2 separate regions of the Pan troglodytes genome follow, and region 1 is linked to region 2. The links are chromatin contacts, called in public Hi-C maps. All regions are on one chromosome and are shown on one strand. Each heading gives the region's core, a stretch centred on a gene start, on an enhancer-like site or on the middle of the called end of the contact. The rest is flanking DNA. Distances are from core to core; before and after follow the strand shown. Region 1 overlaps NR6A1 (nuclear receptor subfamily 6 group A member 1). Region 2 overlaps NR6A1 (nuclear receptor subfamily 6 group A member 1).

Region 1 (6,011 bases), core at 547-3,046, 66 kb after region 2:
GAATTGGGGCAGGGGAAACAGAAAAGCCACCTAGAAAGTTTTTAGTAGAGTCTAGAAGGAAATCTGAAGGATCTGAAGGAACAGGGGAAATAATGGCACACAGAGATGTTGAAGAAACTCATCTGATAGGAATTGGTGACATACTGAACATTGAGCAGCACCAGAAGTTGAAATCGAGGATGTGGATTAAGAGTAATGACCTTATCAGGGAGAAAAAAATGAAAAAAAAAAAAAAAAAGTCAAGCTAAAAAGCAGGGTGATTTCTCTATAGGACCCTCTGAAAAGAAAAGAAAAAGGGTGGGGCAAAATGTTGGCCTTGGCAATACTGAGTTTGAGATACCTGAGAAGGATGCATAAAGATGTCCACCAAGGAAGTTGGTTATATAGGATTGGAACTGAGATGAAAAGTCCTGCCTGCAAACAGGCTTCATGGAGCTGTTGGCACAGAGGTGGTAGTAAAAGTCTAGTCCATAGGTGAAATCACCCACAGAGAGAGCTTAGATACAGAAGAGAGAAGGGCCAGTGTCAGAAGCCTAGAGTGGTATTCCCATGGAGAGTGGAGAGTAGAATAGAGCAGTGTCATTCAGCAGAAAGAAGAGAGGCTCTAGAGGCAAACAGACTAGCTTTTAGCTCTGTGACCTTAGGAAGTTTGCTTTATATCTCCAATATTCAATTATCTTACCTTTAAGATGGTATGTTACTTACCCTTCAGAGTTCTCTACAGGATTAAGTATGATAACATATAAAATACCCAGCAAGGTATTAGGGGTTCATAGCAGCAGTGTTCAGGGATGGGGGTGTTAGTCAGATATAATGAACTATTCAAACTGGTTTTATAGCATTATGAATGCAGACATCCAGATATACTCAGACTGGTTTTATTGTGTATGAGATAAGAAGGACCTTTTAAAAACTTGCCCATCATGAAGAAAGGTAAGAGAGATGTGGAAGTGCATTTAGATAAATTTAGGTGGTTTATAATTTATTATAAATACTAATATTGAGCACTTATTTATGTACCCTCCATATATATATTCTACCACTGAATACATACAACAACCCTGTTATTAACTATTATCCCCAGTTTACAGATACAGCTTAGGGAGGTAAAATGAGTTAGCAATAGTTTAGGGGTGGTTATGTTGACAGTTAATAGTTAACTAAATTATAATTTGTTATTAAGCAGAGCTTGTACCTGCTTAATACGGACACGGACAATGTACTGCTTCACATGTCTACCATGTGGCATAGCTGTTTACATGTTGGAATGCCCTGTGTTTACTGGATGATGACTGCCATAGTAGGACATTTGAAGTGTTACCAAGTTTGTCCCCTGCCTGTCTTTCTAACTCATTTCTGAACACTGTGCCTCAGGGATGCCTTACACTGCTGTGCCTGTACTCAGGTTTTTTCCTCTACTTGGAGATCTTTTCCCTTCCCCACTGTCAGTTTCCTCTTATTGAAATCTTTTCCAGCCACCAATACCAAACATGTACTGTCTGAAGAGTCTGTCAACTTCCTGCCCTCACCCTGTTTTGGTTTTGGCCTCCACTTCTCTCATCTCCCTTTGTTGCCCTCACTGTGAGTATCTTATGAAAGCTTAGTTATTATGGGTTGCCTTCTTGACTGCTGTCTCTGATGAATCATCCTGCTTGTTCAGCTGGAGTGTGAGATTCTGAGGCTTCCAGCAAAACTCACCTGTTTTAGGGAAGAAGAAACTTAACCTTATAACCCCTCTGACCATAGTCAGAAGACACACGGAGTATGAGGGACAGGGAGCTAGCTGTCTCCTTAGGACTGTTTGCATGCAGAGCAGGCAGACTCAGTTGCCTGGTGAAGTCTGCGTCAGGGAGAGAAACTCTGCCACCTCCTGGTTGGTGCTGCGAAAGCAGGATTAAAATTGCAGCTGCCATGGGAGTATTTTGGGGGTAAGGAATGTTCTGTATGGACCTGTGGTGGTTCACACATAATTCTGTGCATTTGTCAAAACCCATAGAACTTTACACCACAAAAAAATAAATGTTACTATATGTGAAAATTTGTTTAATCAGCTAGGATGTTTTGGGGGTTACAGGGCAGAGAGAAAGAATGCACACTATGACAAATGAATCTAGCTGGTGTTACAAATGAGTCACATAACCACACTTAAGGGGTTGGAGAAAAAAGGAGCTAACCTTTGAAAAGTATTTTGACTGTATACTGTAAGGCTAAAAACAAAAAGAATTACATACAAACAAAGCACTCTAGTTTGTAAAATTTGTTTCTCTCATGGTTATGTGTTAGGAATTTTTTCGCTACTTCATTTGTATAATAGAGTAGAATCAGCAAGTAAATATATTGTGGACAATGAGAGTCAGGTTTCTCACATCAGAGAAAGAAAGAAGTTATAAATCAGCAAAGGAGAAGGCCAGAATGAATCCCCTCGTGCTAGATTGGAATCAGTGTATCAATATGTATTCGTGTTTCAGATAGATTTAAAAATACATAGATACCTTGTGTGGGTAGGTAAGTTAGTGTACATATGTATATTTCCAAGCTCTAGCCACTGAGAAGGGCTAGAAGCAGATACCCCAGGAGCAATGAGTACACCCAGCACCCAGATCTTGGCTTCCAAATATCAATGAAAGGAATGAGGACTCATTGGAAAACTGGTTGATTCCAAGGCTGGGGTAGGGGAAATGTAAAATGATCCTGGAGCATCTTAAGGGGCCAGCAAGTTAGGAAGTGCTTTCTAAAAAAAGAAAGGAAGCATATCAAAGGGCACAGAAGCCAACCTGAAAGAACTTCTGATGGCCAACGGTGGAACAACTTGAGGAACAATAACTGTAGGATTAATTTATAACCCAAAGGATAAAAATATCCATGAGTTCATACCGAAAGGAATAAGTGAATAAATAAAGAGAAGTGATCATTTTTCCTTTAAGTGAATTCTGATTAACAAATGTAGAAGGAGGCCAGGCTTAGTGGCTCACACCTGTAATCCCAGCACTTTGGGAGGCCAAGGCAAGAGGATCACTTGAGCCCTGGAGTTCAAGACCAGCCTGAGCAGCATAGTGAGACTCCATCTCTAAAAATATAAATATAAATATAAATGTAGAAGGAATGAGGGAAATAGAAAAATCACCATTAGGGCTGGGCACAGTGGTTCATGCCTGTAATCCCAATACTTTGGGAGGCCGGAGCAGGTGGATTGCTTAAGCTCAGGAGTTCAAGACCAGCCTTGGTATCATGCTGAAACCCCGTCTATACAAAAAAAAATACAAAAATTAGCTGGCACGGTGGCATGTGCCTACAGTCCCGGCTACTCTGGAGGCTAAGGTAAACCTGGGAGACGGAGGTTGCAGTAAGCCAAGACCACGCCACTGTACTCCACCCTGGGCAACAAACCAAAAAAAAAAAAAAAAAAAAATTCACCATTAGAACATCACAGTAATAATTGCGACAAGCAAAACCTACTAATGGATGCTAAATAAGTGGCATCAATGTCAACAGAAACAGAATATTTGCATAGTCTGCAAATATATAGTAATTACAAAGGGAAAAATAGTAAGTTTATTTAGAGAATTCTGACAGACATAACTTTAGCCAAGTGATCAAGATTAACAGTACCAATAAAACACACCAACATTGTATATACCCCCTGATATGAAACGCTGAGAAGGTCACACATATACACACACAGAGAGGTAAGTTCACTCAGTCTAATCCTGAGAAAACAAACAAGCCCATATTGAGGGACATTCTTCAGAATAACTGACATTTGACAAAATACCCATTTGAAAAGTGTCAAAGTCACAAAAAAACAAGGAAAGACTGAGCTGTCACAGATTGGAGAAGACTATGAAGGCATGACAGCTAAATGCAATGTGGGCCCCTGGATTGTGTTCTGGAACAAAAGATATCAGTGAAACAACTGGAGAAATCAAAATAAAGTATGTACTTTGGTTAATAGTATTGTACCAAAGTTAATTTCCTAGTTTTGATGACTAGACATGATTATGTCCATTGTTAAAAGGAGGAGGGTGTATGGGAACTCTCCATACTATTTTTGCAACTCTTGTATAAAGTCTAAACTTACCTCAAAATTTAAAAAATTAACTATTAAAAAAATGCAGCTGCCATTTGTGGCTGGGGCTTTTTCACCTATGTGCAAGACAGCTCTCTGTTGTCCTCCATCTTTGGATATGGAACTGAGTATCTTTTCAGACCTGAAAGTTGGCTGGTCAGAAAACTCCTTAGCAAAGCAATGAGGAAGATCTAAAGAAGGGTGGTGAATGGAGACTGGGCCCTGTCTGTCCATCCCCACTACTGCACTAGTATCCCCCATGTATGTTCCTTACCCATCTTGCAGTCTTCGGGATAAAGTCAGGCTCCTTAAGGTGATTTTCAAGGCCCCTGTGACACTGGCATCAGCCACCTGATCCCTTTCCTTCTCCATTTGGTGTTCCCCACTCACAATCTGCATTCCATCCTAGTTCTTCAAAAACCCAGTGATGTTTCCTGTTTTGCACATGTGGTTTCATCTGCCTGGAAGAAGAGGGGGTTTCATCCACCCCTTCTTCTACTCCTGACTTCAAGGTTCAAGGGACACCATCCCCCACCAGATAACCCTCCTGTGCTTCCACAGCTTTTTTGCATGCCTTCTGCCATAACCCTGGTCATCTTGTGTTATCTTTCTCTGTTCACTCATCTGTTTCCCTCATTATTAGACAATGAGCCCCTCAAGGGCCATGATCAAGTCCTACTTTTCTGTTGGTCCTTCAGCAAATAACTCAGTAGTGATAGGATGCTCCCTGGTTAGATGGATTGACTGTGATGGAGGGCCATGGCAGGAAGTGGGATGGGGAAAATATTGTCAGAGGAGAAATGAGGATACAGTCAGCTTCGTGGCGGGTGGTGGGGGTGGGTGTCATGTTAGTTAAGTAACTGTGAAAAAATAAAAAATTTCCTTCACTCTGTGGTCTCATAACTTGCTAACTAGTTCAAAAGTATAAAGGTCAAGGAAAGCTTCTTGGAGGAGGTGATGTTTGCAGAATGGCATTGTGAGGCAGTGATCCTGTGGCATCGCCATATCACTTTACCAGGGTAAAAAGTGCCCCAGGACACAACACAGAGGTCTGCATGAAGCACTGAGAAATCTCAAGGAGGGATAACATTTGAGCAGAATCTTAAAGAAATCAAAGTTCGTGTTCCTTACAAACATTTTTTTTACATTTCTTACATTTTCCTTATGAACTTTTTTTTTTACATTTTATTATACCAAAAAAATTTGTAGAGACAAGTTTTCAGCATGTTGCCCAGGCAGCTCTTGAACTGACGATCAAGTTCAGCTGAGCTAAACTGAGCTCAAGCAGTCCTCCCGCCTCAGTCTCCCAAAGTGCTGGGATTATAGGCATGAGCATATGCCTGCCAAAAGATTGTTTTTAAATTAAGACTTTAAAATTTTGTTCTGTTTTATTTTTAAATAATTGCAAGCTTGCAGAAAAGTTGCAACAGTAGTAAGAATTCCCATATGCCCTTTACCTAAATTCACCAATTGTTAACATTTTGCCACATTTGCTTTACCATGCTATTTGTTTTATTATTTCCCCTCCCCCTCCCCCTTGCTCTTCTTTCTGTCGCTCTCTTCCACCTTCCCCACTTCCCACAGGTAAGTAAGTGTGTGTGCGCCTGCATGTGCGCACCTTCTTAGCCATTTGAGAGTGAGGAATAGGCAGTGTTGCTCTTATTTCTAGCAATCACAGTACTGTTATCAAAATCAGGAAATTTAACATGACACAATACTATCTTATTAGCAGATCTTATTCAATTTTTGCCAGTCATCCCAGTGTCCTTTATAGCAATTTTATTTTCTCTGATCTAGAAGCCACTTCAGGAAATCACATTACATTTAGTTTTTATGTCTTTTCAGTCTCTTTTAATCTGAAATAGTTCATCAGTCTTTCTTTGTCTTTATTAACATTGTCGATTTTGAAGCAAATAGGTCATGTATTTTGTAGAATATCCCTTAA
Region 2 (5,643 bases), core at 1,497-3,996:
ATTACCACAAATCAGTTTTAGAACATTTTCATCATCTTAATAAGGACCTTTCTGCCCTTTTACTGTTAAACCCAGCAATCCTTAATCCTACTGTCTCTATAGATTTGTCTTTTCTGGACATGTCATATAAATTGAATTATACCATATGTATTATCTGTGTCTTGCTGCTTTCACGTAGCATGGTGGATTTGAAGTTTGTCCGTGCCATAGCACTTGAGTAGTCAGTTCCTTTTTGTGCTGAATATATTCCAGTGTATGGATATGCCATACATTTTATCTATCCATTCACCAGTTGATGAGCATTTGTGAATAATGCTACTAGGAACATTCACATGCAAGTCTTTGGACATATGTTTTCATTTCTCTTGGGAATAAGGGTATATCTTTTAATTATAAAAGTACTTCATGCCTATTCTGAAAAATTATTTACGGAAGTATAAAACTTGGTAAATCAAAGTTACCTCCTTAATTCAACTTCTCAGAGGTAGTGATGTTAATAATAATCATTATCATCTTCTGTATCTTCTGAGCATTTGCTATATGGCAGGTACCTTATTTATATATATTCATTTATATTGTGCTACCTTATTTGTGTGTATTCAGTTATTTTTATATATGTATATAAAACAATAAAATTAATTGAATTTTCTTTTTTTTTGGAGATGAAGTTTCGCTCTTGTTGCCCAGGCTGGAGTGCAATGGTGCAATCTTGGCTCACTGCAACCTCTGCCTCCCAAGTTCAAACGATTCTTCTGCCTCAGCCTCCCAAGTAGCTGGGATTACAGGCATGCACCACCATGCTTGGCTAATTTTGTATTTTTAGTAGAGACGGGGTTTCACCATATTGGTCAGGCTGGTCTCGAACTCCTGGCCTCAGGTGATCCACCTGCCTCGGCCTCCCAAAGTGCTGGGATTACAGGCGTGAGCCACCTCAGCCAGCCAATAAAATAAATGAATTGAATTTTCATCATAATCCTTTGAAGGCAATATGTGCCCCCCTCCCTATTTTACAGATAAGGAAACTGAAGTTTGAGGATGAAGTGTAAAGTCACACTTCTAGTAAGCAGCAGGCCAAAATTGAAACCTGGGCAGTCTGATGTATATACTCTGGTTCTAGACTTTCCAAACATGCAGTTTTTTTAAAAAAAGTAAAAATTATAGTCCAGGTATGGTGGCTCATGCCTGTAACCCCAGCACTTTGGGAGGCCAAGGCAGGCAGATTGCTTGAGCTCAGGAGTTTGAGACCAGCCTGGGAAACGTGGTGAAACACTGTCTCTACAGAGATACAAAAATTAGTCAGGTGTGGTGGCAGGCGCTTGTAGTCCCAACTACTTGGTAGGCCAAGGCAGGAGGATCACTTTAGCCCAGGAGGCGGAGGTTGCATTGAGCCAAGATTGCGCCACTGCACTCCAGCCTGGGCGACAGAGGGAGACCCTGTCTCAAAAAAAAATTTTTTTTAAATTAAAATTACATACTTAATTGTGTAGCTTGTTTTATTTCACTTAATTTGTGTTAGAGATTGTTCCATGATATGATTCATGGATCTGTCTCATTGTTTTAATGAATGGTTGCGTTAATAGATATGCCAGGATTTATTTCATTCATCTTTTGTTGGTGGGAATTAGATTGTTTTTATTTGTTCTCTATTATGAATAGGGCTGCAGTGAATATCCTTGTATAATACTTTGCTTACTTATGGCATTACTTTTGTAGCGTAAAACCCTGGAAGTGGAATTTCTAGGTGAAAGAGTTTATGCATTTGAATCTTGGTGCTGCTAAATTCGTCCTCCCCCAAATGGTGGTAAATACTGCTCCCACCCCTACTCTCCTACCACCTCAACTCTGCAATCAGGGTATAAGAGAGCCTGCTTTCCTGTTCTCACCAATGCTGTATTATTTATTATGACTGTAGTGTGGGCTGTGATACAGATCATATAAATGTTCTAGGGAGAAGTTAGCATATCAGTGGCAGTGAACAAATGGCAAATAATAGTTGTTGTGTCTGGCCTCTTGATAGGTAAGGATGTGGTATTTCCCTAGACCTTCAAGAGCTGAAATATCGAGTGGCCCAAACTTTAGTTCAGATTAATTTAGGATGACTCACTTGGTTAATGATCTAAAGTGAACACTGTTGGAGACATTTCAACCATAGTGATTTCTGTTTTCTTTGACCTGTAACCTAACTGCTCTGGGCTCGTGGTTACCTTTCTTTTTCCTTTATTCTATTTTTTTAATTTTTTGAGATAGAGTCTCACTCTGTTGCCCGGGCTGGAGTGCAGTGGTGCAATCTCGGCTCAATGCAACCTCCGCCTCCCGGGTTCAAGTAATTCTCCTGCCACAGCCTCCTGAGTAGCTGGGATTACAGGCACATGCCACCACGCCCATCTAATTTTTTGCATTTTTAGTAGAGATGGGGTTTCATTATGTTGTCCAGGGTGGTCTCGAACTTTTGTCCTCAAGTGATCCGCCTACCTCGGCCTCCCAAAGTGCTGGGATAACAAGTGTGAGCCACCGTACCTGGCCATGGTTACCTTTCAACTCATTGCTGCTTACAGTATCCTTCCCTTGCCCCCAGCTCAGTTTAAAATGAAGCCAAGTAAAGGGAATGAGAAACCAGACATTTGTGATGGATATGTAGGTTTGCCCTTTCCATTCTTTCTTTCAACAGAAACTGCCAAAATGAGGCCAGCAGCATAATGCATCCCCTGTTTAGTCTCCCCAGGGGTTGGGCTTCAGTAATCTTTGTTGCTTGGCAAGATTCTAGTTGATAAGGGTTTGGTATGGCCAGTAGAGCAGTATATATACCTGTTTAAGAGGAGGTGACTTTTTTTTATCTTGGTGCCAGTTAAGGAATCAAGGACACTGAGTGTTAGGTGTTGCTAGTTGTGGATAATCCCAGTTATCTTGCAGGTACGAGGGTCTGCCATACCTCCCAAATTTTGGAAGCCCTGGTTAGCATGTTCTGTGGATTTTGCCTTTGTCTTCTGATCACTTTTCTTCACTCCCCAGGCTTAATGTCTGCATCCTGAGGCCTTGTTGGTCTGGGGGATGCTGCCCTCTGCTGGTGGACTCTAGGACACCCACAGCAGTTTGGATGGGTCCAATCACTAGGGGAACTGACAAAGCTGTAGGGAGCCAGTCATAAAGCTTTCTATAGTTTCCAACTTCATAACCCAGCCCTAAGACTTTTTCCTTTGAAAATAGCTCATCAGAGACTAGAAAAGATACAAGTACAGAAACTTTCCCTGTAGCATTATTTGTAGTGGCCAAATAATAACACCTAGGTGCCCTGCGCTAGCTAATTGTGTTTCCATTCAGTTGACTGGCTTACAGCTGCTGAAATTGACTATATAAAAGACAAAAATAGAATGAAAATATTTACCACAAAACAAAAACCAGGCAGAATATACCAATTGCAGCCATTGAAGAAATGCCTTATGTAGGATAAGGGCCACCCGGGAATCTTCAAAATTGGTTCTCAAAGCTGGAGTGATTTCCTTTGATGTTAGTAGTGCTAATAAACAATGGGAGGGAGGAACTAGCTGAATGATTGGCAGCCTGGCTGAAATCTAGAATGAGTGACTTGCAGATTGACTGGGTGAAGTCTAAAAGTCTGGTTTCTAATCTCCTTACCCATCTCTCCATCTTGGCTCTTCCTCTACTGATCAGTATTTAGGTTTCTTCTGACTTTTTAAAATTGTAATAAATGTGCCTTATACGTATATTTTTGTGAACATGTGTATTTCTCTAAGATGGAGAGAAGTGGTATTTTTGGGTCACAGGGTGTGTGTAGTTTAAATGTTGGTAGATCCTGTAAGCTGTTTTCAAGTTGTACATCAACCACCAGCATTGTATGAGCATACCCATTTCTTCAAAACTTTACCACTGAAATATATCACTATTTTTAATTTTTTGCCAATCTGATGAGAAATGGTTTATAATGGTTGCTTTACTTTTGAGTTTTTATTAGTGACCTTTTCACTGTTACTCATTCTAATCATATTGGGGCATCTTTGCCTGGTCATATTCTTTGTCCATTGGGTGGTTTGCTTGTCTTTTTCCTACTGATTTTTAGGAACTCTTTATGTTTTGTAAATACTAATATATGTGTGTGTATAAGTATGTATATATATTTTGGGATCTTTGCCTTTTAGAAGTTAGACCTTTATATAGATGCAGATATGATCATCATTTCTTTAATGATACCTGGATTTCATGTTATGCTTAGAAAGACACCCCCTCTGTATATTATAATATATATGTTTTTGTTTATGTGGTTGTGGGATTGTGATTAGTTCTAGTTCTTTTTTTTTTTTTTTTTTTTTTTGAGATGGAGTCCCGCTTTGTCGCCCAGGCTGGAGTGCATTGGCGCGATCTTGGCTCACTGCAATCTCCGCCTCCCAGGTTCAAGCGATTCTCCTGCTTCAGCCAGTGGAGTAGCTTGGGATTACAGGCATGCGCCACCATGCCTGGCTAATTTTTGTATTTTCAGTAGAGTTGGGGTTTCACCATGTTGGTTGGCGAGGCTGGTCTTGAACTCCTGGCCTCAGGTGATCTGCTCACCTCGGCCTCCCAAAGTGCTGGGATTACAGATGTGAGCCACTGCGCCTGTCCAATTAGTTCTTTTGTATCTCAGGAAATTTCTGTTTCATGAGCTGCCAACAAGTTTTATGGCCAAATAAAACTTGGTTTTAAAACAGAAATGAGCTGGGCGTGGTGACTCACGCCTGTAATCCCAGCTTTGTGAGGCCGAGGCAGGCAGATCACCTGAGGTCAGGAGTTCAAGACCAGCCTGACCAACATGGTCATGGAGGTTGCAGTGAGCAGAGATTGTGCCACTGCACTCCAGCCTGGGCTACAGAGCGAGACTCTGTCTCAAAATAAATAAATAAATAAATAAATAAATAAAACCTAAGATTGTACAAGTACTAAGTGGCAAAGTTTTTCTGGCTCCAAACATTCTAGCTACTGCTCATTTTAATTGTCTGAATTCCAGGAACATGTAAATTTTAACCTATAATCAGTCTTCTCTTGTTCAGCTCTTTGACAAAAGCCATGTGACTCAGTGTCTGCTTACCAAGTTTTGTATCATTCTGAAAAAAAAAAAAAAAAAAGCAAAAACCCTTATATTTCACAAGGATTTGTTAGGTGCTTTGTGGGGGAATGGAGAAAGTTGGAAGGTTGGGATAATTAGGATTACGAAATAGTTGAAATAAATATTGTGTTGCTACTGATTTTAATAACCTTTGCTAGTTTCCAGTGTTTGACCTCTATAGAATTCACCATATACACATGCAGGATTTTAAAGGTGCTATATGGGCCTTTAAGAGACCAGGATTTTACTTCTCAGTTTTGTACCTGGTGCCCACGCTGGAACCCCAACTATATGTGCCTACTCCAGTTTCCTCTCAGAGGCCTATTATCATTTTGCTGAGTGTTGATTTTCAAATCATTATGACTAGTTGTGAAACACTGTAAAAAGCATCCTACCCATTTTGCTTAATTTATCTTTCTAATTTACGGCATTGTAATGATGGAATTACATTCTATGCAGTTTTTAATGTGTTAGCCTGGAAGTTCAGCAATTTCTTTTTATGCTGCATTCATCTGAGCATTCTCAAAGTTACATGATAAAGAATCTAA

Evidence for each region. Hi-C and Micro-C count contacts between places; a contact is called where the count stands out from the background.
Region 1: a Hi-C map of induced pluripotent stem cells shows a contact between it and region 2, with 2.0 times the contacts expected there. The contact joins two enhancer-like sites. A contact is called at or near these places in 2 of 7 Hi-C or Micro-C datasets (induced pluripotent stem cells and stem cell-derived neural progenitor cells).

What each region holds. Positions count from the first base shown.
Region 1 is chr11:13,902,200-13,908,210 of NHGRI_mPanTro3-v2.0_pri, forward strand. All of the region lies in intron 3 of NR6A1 (nuclear receptor subfamily 6 group A member 1), which reads left to right. Among named protein-coding and RNA genes, the nearest start is that of NR5A1, 43 kb to the right of the region's middle. Within about 2 kb of position 1,797, at least 3 of the 24 cell types and tissues checked have an H3K27ac peak or open chromatin away from gene starts, as enhancers often do. A contact at or near this core is called in induced pluripotent stem cells, where this site is marked.
Region 2 is chr11:13,835,590-13,841,232 of NHGRI_mPanTro3-v2.0_pri, forward strand. All of the region lies in intron 2 of NR6A1 (nuclear receptor subfamily 6 group A member 1), which reads left to right. Among named protein-coding and RNA genes, the nearest start is that of MIR181A-2, 76 kb to the left of the region's middle. Within about 2 kb of position 2,747, at least 2 of the 24 cell types and tissues checked have an H3K27ac peak or open chromatin away from gene starts, as enhancers often do. A contact at or near this core is called in induced pluripotent stem cells, where this site is marked.